Regions from separate parts of the Mus musculus genome. Here region 1 is linked to region 2. Evidence: chromatin contacts called from public promoter capture Hi-C data. All regions are on one chromosome and are shown on one strand. Each heading gives the region's core, a stretch centred on a gene start, on an enhancer-like site or on the middle of the called end of the contact. The rest is flanking DNA. Distances are from core to core; before and after follow the strand shown.

Region 1 (3,443 bases), core at 338-2,837, 180 kb after region 2:
GGTTAAGCATTCAGACCTGGGAGAAACTGGGGGGACTTTGGTCCAAACCAAGAAAGACAGCGCCATTACAGTAGAGCAGCAAGTGAGGGGCATGGCCCTCATGTCTGAATGGGTGGTCTGCATCCAGTTGTTGGGACTTAATATGTTAAAGTGAATGCGCGGAAGGTATGATCACAATATGCCCACTACTTGCTACTGTTTTTGTGGTAATAGTGGAGCATAGTGGCATCTTAGAAGTCATGTGAAAAACAAGCACAGAAACCAAAGCTCAGCCATGGTGGGAGAGCACAGAAAGACAAGAGCTGCGACAAGAAAGACAAAAAGGAAATGATGAGTGCAATTCAGCAATGATTTGCATTTCGCTTCAGCCAAAGAAAATCCAGCTATATTTTTCTGGGTTCCAGCATTTCAGTGACAGCTGCATTCATGAATGACCAAATTAACTATTGTGGAGCTTTCTAAAAATATACAAAGCACTCACTCCACCGTATGCTATAAGCAGGTCATGAAATATCAGGGGGGGAAAAAAAAAACCTCCAACAAAACAACCAAACAAACAAACAAAAAAGCCAGACCCCGAAGGAAATGCATCAAGGGTATAAGAGTTTTCCATTTAAAACAACAAAATGAAACGGCTAACGTTTGATCCAGCACATCCATCCTGTACTGTACTTCTGTCGATCAGAAAGCTGGTGTGCTTACTGACTTTTTCTTTAAGCACTTAAGATCACGGAGTGGCATGCCAAGTCTATTAAGTCTATGTGGGAGATGCAGACACCACACTAAAGGGGTTTACAATGAGGTTACGGGTCGCATTTGGTATACAGTTACGGAAATTTTTAGTATGTTAGTAATTTTGAACACGCAGGCTGAGCTAGTTCACAGAGAATGTTATTTTTTACTTAGAGAAGTCAACCTGGATTATCTTAGGCAGTTCAATAAGAATGCAAACATTTCATATTTTATTCCCTATAAGGGGGAAAAATGGAAGGAGGAAGAAAACACAGCAATTACCACAAAACCAGTCAGGGTCCCCGCTGGCCACACAAGGACGAGCCTTTGGGAAGGAGAAATTCAATCCTACTTTGATGGGAAAAACAGCAACTTTCACCACTAATTACCATACAAAAGCATAGTGGTTACACAACTAAATGTTGAAGTCAACCTCATCCACAACGTCCCAAGTGCGGCTGAGGGAAAGCCACGGGGCGTACCTTTGGAGGGTCCCACTGGCCACAACGCCCCTCTGGACGCGTGGCCAGAGCCTTGCAGGGCCAAAGGAGGGGTTGGCAGTCGTCCCACGACCAGGGCAGAAAGGGACTGCTTCCTGGGACACACAGGTGAAGCGACACCACCAGGTGGCTGCACAGCACCCACCAAAGCTATCCAGGTTTACCGCGTGCAGCCCGGAAGGCTACCCGACCCACTGCGCAGCCCTACGGCGCAGCCTATTAGGGCCAGGAGAGGCGGGCTAGGGGCAGGGAGGGGTGGGGCGGGGCCAGGCCAGCCCTCGCTCTGCCTGACGGGAATTGTAGTTCTGAAAAAGAAGCCATAGGGGCGGAAAAGGCCAAGGGGACTACATTTCCGGGAGAGGGAGTGGATACGGAGGGCCGCGAGGTGCAGCGTTAATCCCGAGAGCAGAAAGAAGGGCCAGGAAGGCGCCGTTGATTCTGTTCCTTTGCGTCAAATCCGTGTGTCGCTACCTCTTGATCTCTGCCCCGAGTCCCCAGCGCGGGGTCCCGCGTCAGCCTTCCTTTGAGGTTCGCAGGTGGCGGCTGCCACCCCTCGCGGAAGTGAGGGGCGCGCCCCTCCTGGGCCCTGCGGACCCCTAGTCTCCATGGGCCGGACCCGGAAGGCCAATGTGTGCCGCAGGCTGAGTCGCCGGGCTCTGGGCTTCTATGCACGCGACGCAGGCGTGGTGCAGAGGACGAACCTGGGCATCCTGCGGGCGCTGGTGTGCCAGGTGACGCCCGCCGAAGTCGGGGTGCCCGGGGTCCAACCTCCTGCCGGGCTGCAGTTTTTTACGCGCTCTGATACCCCTTTGAGGGTCTTACGTGGGGAGGGGCATCCGTGTCCCGCAATTAGGGTATTAGAAAATAGGTACTCAGGTCCGCCGCCTGGCGTAGTTTTTAAAAAGCTTCTTTTGCCTTCCTGCAAACAATCGATTCAAAACTTGGGCATCCAACTAAACCGACATCTATGGGCAGAGGGAGAAAAAAAAAAAAAAAAAAGGAGAAACAATGTACTTTAAAACTGTAGATTTCAACTACCCACCGAAAATGGTTCCATAGCAGGGGACTGAGTTCTTTCCTAAACTGAAATTCTTTGTGTCTTTCAGGAGAGTACTAAATTTAAGAATGTTTGGACAACTCATTCCAAGTCACCTATAGCCTATGAGAGAGGAAGAATATATTTTGACAATTACCGGTGCTGTGTCAGCAGGTAAATTCTTGGTGATGATTTTTTTTTTTTTTTGCTATAATCCACCTGACCCTAGTTTTTATAGAACCACGTGGCTTCTTTAGTACTTAGTGAAATTGGAAGATGAAAAAAAAAAAAAAAATGAGTCCATAATAAAACTAGGTGGAAAATGCATGTGATCTTAAAAACTCGTTAAGTCTAAAGTTTCGGACTTCATCTTTGTAAATACTTTTATTTCACACAAAATTATAGCACAGGCAAAATAATACGTTTCTCAGCACAGTTTGCTGTTTTATACCCATTTAAAGATCAGAGTCCAGAAAATGGGTTGTGAAATAATTAGATGCTGCTTAGGAGACAGGCATTTTGTTTTAGAAGTACTTTTTTTTTTTTCCCAAGAGAAAAAAAATGTTCAAACAAAAGTATAGTATTTGTAGATAAATAGTATTTAACAGCCAGCCTCCATCCATTCAAGGTCAGACTGAAGAGAACGACACAGTGAATTGATGCTTCCATGCCCGTCACCTGGATTAAGGGATTATGGAATTGCCGCTCTTTATCTTTCACTTTGCATCTGTAAGAATTATGGGCATTTTTCTGTGTGCCAAGCTTCAGTGGTGTTGTTCCTCCGGAGCAAATCACCTTGTTGAGATAGGTTCTCCTTTCACTGGACTGGGAAGCTAGAATACCTGTAGACAGCCTGGTCAGCAAGTGCTATGAATTTGCCTGTCTCCACCTCCACAACTCTAGGAAAACCATGAGTATTGGGGATCTAAATTCCGGTCCTCATGCTTGCAGGGCACCAGCTGGAACTATCTCAGAAGTGATTAATAACGCCTAAGTTCTTTTCTTGTGGGATCAGAAACTGGAAGTCAGAGAGACTAGTGATTTTTGAGGTTTGCCTTGACTCCAGGAGGTATCTTTTTTTTTTTTTTTTTTTTTTGGTTCTTTGGCAAATCGCCCAACCTACAATTTATTAGCCTTTAGTGCTGGTGAATCTACCCATGTCCCTCGATTCGCCC
Region 2 (3,336 bases), core at 89-2,588:
CATCATGTCAGCATGGCATTTTGGAGGTGGGACATTCAGGATCTATGACCATAGACAAAGAACTGATCAACAAGCTAGGCAAGCTTCCTCACCTACAAACAATGAAGTGTGCCGTTACTGGGGTTTGAAGTCCTTAAGTTGGGAGGGTGATTTATGGCTGTGACTTGGAATTTTGTTACTTGGAAGAAACTTTTTTTTTTTTAACAGAAAGGATTTATTTTGGCTCATGGTTTCATAGAATTTAGCCCATGGGTAGCTGGCTTTGTTGTTCATGAGCTGTGGTGAGATAGCACACCACAGTGTACATCTATAGCAGAGTGAAGTTGCTCATTTCACGGTGGCCACCGAATTATGAAGTCATCAGTGGGTTAACCCACTGAGCAGATCAGAGCCCTCATGATCCAATCAGATCTCAATGGCTACATCTGCCATCTGGGGACCAAGCCTTCAATAAATGAGTCTTGTGGGGGTAGGGATTACCTCATATCCAACTAATAACAGGACAAGAACTAGGGAAGCATAATTGTGCAGCCCCTGGGTCCACTACTTAGTAATCCAGATCCACTGCTTCACTAATGCACATGACCAAAGCCTCTCAGTGATGCCACCTGGCTCCTCACCTGAACTTCGGATCGAGTATCGATGGATAGGTTCTCTTTAACTACTTGGACCTCAGGGGTCGAGTGCTTGTGTGGCATGCTTCAGACCTTGGTTCATCCTCGAATGCTGCAGACTGTTTAAAAACATCCAGTGATCCATTGTCTAGCAACCAAACCTCAATTCAGCGCACTTACACAATCCAATCCAATCTAAACTCTCGAGTGTCCTTGACCCTCCAACCCCTTTTTGTGGCTGAGACATTATATCACTCAACTCCAGCTACGATGCAGGATGCTAGGAGGCTGGGCTGCTGCTAGGAGACATTTGTGGTCTCCCAGCTGCAGAGGCTGGCATTGCAACATCAACACGGAGCCCTGTGATTTTCAGATATCTGCCTTCTCATATGTCCTCACATGACCCGTGCGCATGGACAGAGACTGAGGTTGATTGACCTCTGCCCTTTTTCTTCTTCCAACGACATTAATCCTGCCAGACTAGGGCTCCGTGCTTACCAGACCATTTACCTCTAGTTACTTCTTGAAAGGCCTTAATTTTACAGCTCGGGGAGGAATTCAGTATATGGTTTTGAATGGAAACAGTTCAGTCACTACATTTACTTCTTGCCAAATATCCATGTACTCGATGCAATACTTTCCAGGCTCCTTAGAGCCCATCGGGGTTATGGGCACTAAGGAACATCTCTGAATATCTCGAACCACTTGGCTGTTAGCTGTTCCTCTTTTGAATAAAATCTGTGAGAGCTGGTGCATGACACTTCAGTTCTATTTTCTGTTCTCTTCATGACCTGGAAGCTATGCAGATTCAGCTGGAAGAGAGTATAGCCTTCTATTAGCCTGAGTCAGAGAATGGATATGTTGGAACACAACCCCAGTTTACTTACACTGAATACACGCCACAAACATACCTTTGAGATTTCAGGGTAAATTTGTAATTAATCGCAACCTACCATTTTCTTCCTTAAAAACAAACAAACAAACAAAACAACAACCAAAAAAACGCAATTTATTTAATTCATTTTTCTATGTGTATAATTGTTTGGCCAGGATGTACATGATGCATGGATGTACATGTGTCCCTGATGCCTGGAGGTCAGAAGAGGTCACTGACCCCCAGCAACTGGAGTTATGGATGGTTGTGAGTTATCATGTGGGTGCTGGGATTTGAACCCAGGTCTCTGCAAAAATAAGAAGTGCACTTAACCACTGAGCATCTCGCCAGCTCCTCTGCTATTTTCTCAGTAATCATTAAACCCATCCTTTGAGACTAGCGAACTACCAAGTAAGCAAAAAGCAATGTCACATTCTTGGCTCTGTTCTAACATTGTTAATGTGGCAATATTTTCCCACATTGATATGTAGTTACAATAAGATTCTTATTAAAATTTCAGCTTTCTTTTTTCTTTCAGAATTTGACAAACTAATCGTAAAATGTATGTGGAAATCCAAGGGACACAGAAGAACTAAAGTGACCCTGAGCAAACAAAGTGGCAAGATTCCCATCTCTCAATTTCAAATTATACCACAAAGCTACAGTAATCAAAAGAGTGTGGTACTTGACTCAACAGTAGACATTTCTGTTAATGGAGTAGAATTGAAAATTCAAAAATGAATCTTCCTATATACAGTCAATTGATGATCAACAAGGGTTCTAGAAAATTCAACAGAGAAAAAGAGCCTGTTTAGTAAGTGATTCTAGAACAGTTGGAGAGCCACATAACAAAGAAAGAACCTTCACTTTGTACCTCACAGCACTAAACAAATAAACAAACAATGTTTTAAATTAACTCGAAATGAGCCTGACAAAGTGACTCATCCCTCTAATTCTACTGCTTGGAATATTGAGGCAAGAAGATCACTGTGAATTTGAAGCCAGCCCAAGTTACAGAGTGAGACTCTGCCTCAACAGACAGACAGACAGACAACTTACTCTAAAAGAATCAAAGTCCCAAATGTAAGTTCTAGGTGCAATCCATGAGAGGATAAGCCACAAAAGAAAAATAAACTAGGCATCAGTAAATTAAATTGTGTTTCAAAGAATACCAGTACTTTTCATATGGAAAGTACATGCCTTAACGCCGGCCTGAGCTATATAACAAGACCCTGTCAAAAACCACCCTGGCTCAGTGGTTAAGAATGCTGTTTGAACTTCCAGAGGACCCAGGATCAACTCCCAGCATCCACATGGCAGCTCACACCTGTCTGTAACTTAAGTTTCAGGAGAATCTGAGACCCTCACACAGACATATACGCAGGCAAAACACAATGAACATAAAATAAAAATTAAAAAGATACTTAAAAAAAAAAAAAAACCAGGTATGGTGGCACCCAATCAGAGGCAAGTAACTCTTTGTGTTCAAAACCTGCCTTGTCCACATAGCTGGCCTTGGGACAGCCAAGGGTTATATTTTAATTGGGTTATATTTTTTATTGTCTCAAACAATAAAAAAGGGAGAAGCAACTCACACACCAGAAGAAAATATTTCCAAAGTATATACCTAAATATGTCTTCTATATAGAATATACACAGCCCTCTTGTATATAGAATATATATAGACTTCTTGTACATAGAATATACACAGCTCTCTTATACATAGAATATACATAGCCCTCTTAGGATACAACAACGAAAAGAAATACCACTCAGCCGGGTGGTAGTGGCACACATGCCTTTAATTCCAGCATTCAGGAGGCAGAGGCATGCCAGCCCAGTCTACAG

Evidence for each region. Promoter capture Hi-C pulls out the DNA fragments that hold promoters and counts their contacts.
Region 1: a contact with region 2 is called in a promoter capture Hi-C map of macrophages, with 6 read pairs. The contact joins the promoter of Dcaf17 here to the enhancer-like site in region 2. A contact is called at or near these places in 5 of 39 promoter capture datasets (hematopoietic stem and progenitor cells, hippocampal neurons, liver and 1 more), 1 of 484 Hi-C or Micro-C datasets (bone marrow-derived macrophages), 6 of 115 datasets of contacts at active chromatin or transcription factors (the SCID.adh cell line, bone marrow-derived macrophages, double positive thymocytes and 3 more) and 3 of 9 other capture datasets (adipose tissue, bone marrow-derived macrophages and liver).

Annotation. Positions count from the first base shown.
Region 1 is chr2:71,054,157-71,057,599 of GRCm38.p6, forward strand. Dcaf17 (DDB1 and CUL4 associated factor 17) reads left to right here and starts at 1,588. Exons shown (of 14, transcript NM_001165980.1): 1 at 1,588-1,963; 2 at 2,339-2,442. The coding sequence starts at 1,838. Mettl8 (methyltransferase like 8) reads right to left here and starts at 1,450. Exons shown (of 10, transcript NM_145524.3): 1 at 1,215-1,450.
Region 2 is chr2:70,876,558-70,879,893 of GRCm38.p6, forward strand. No RefSeq gene overlaps it. Among named protein-coding and RNA genes, the nearest start is that of Gm39842, 39 kb to the left of the region's middle. Within about 2 kb of position 1,339, at least 26 of the 459 cell types and tissues checked have an H3K27ac peak or open chromatin away from gene starts, as enhancers often do. A contact at or near this core is called in bone marrow-derived macrophages and macrophages, where this site is marked.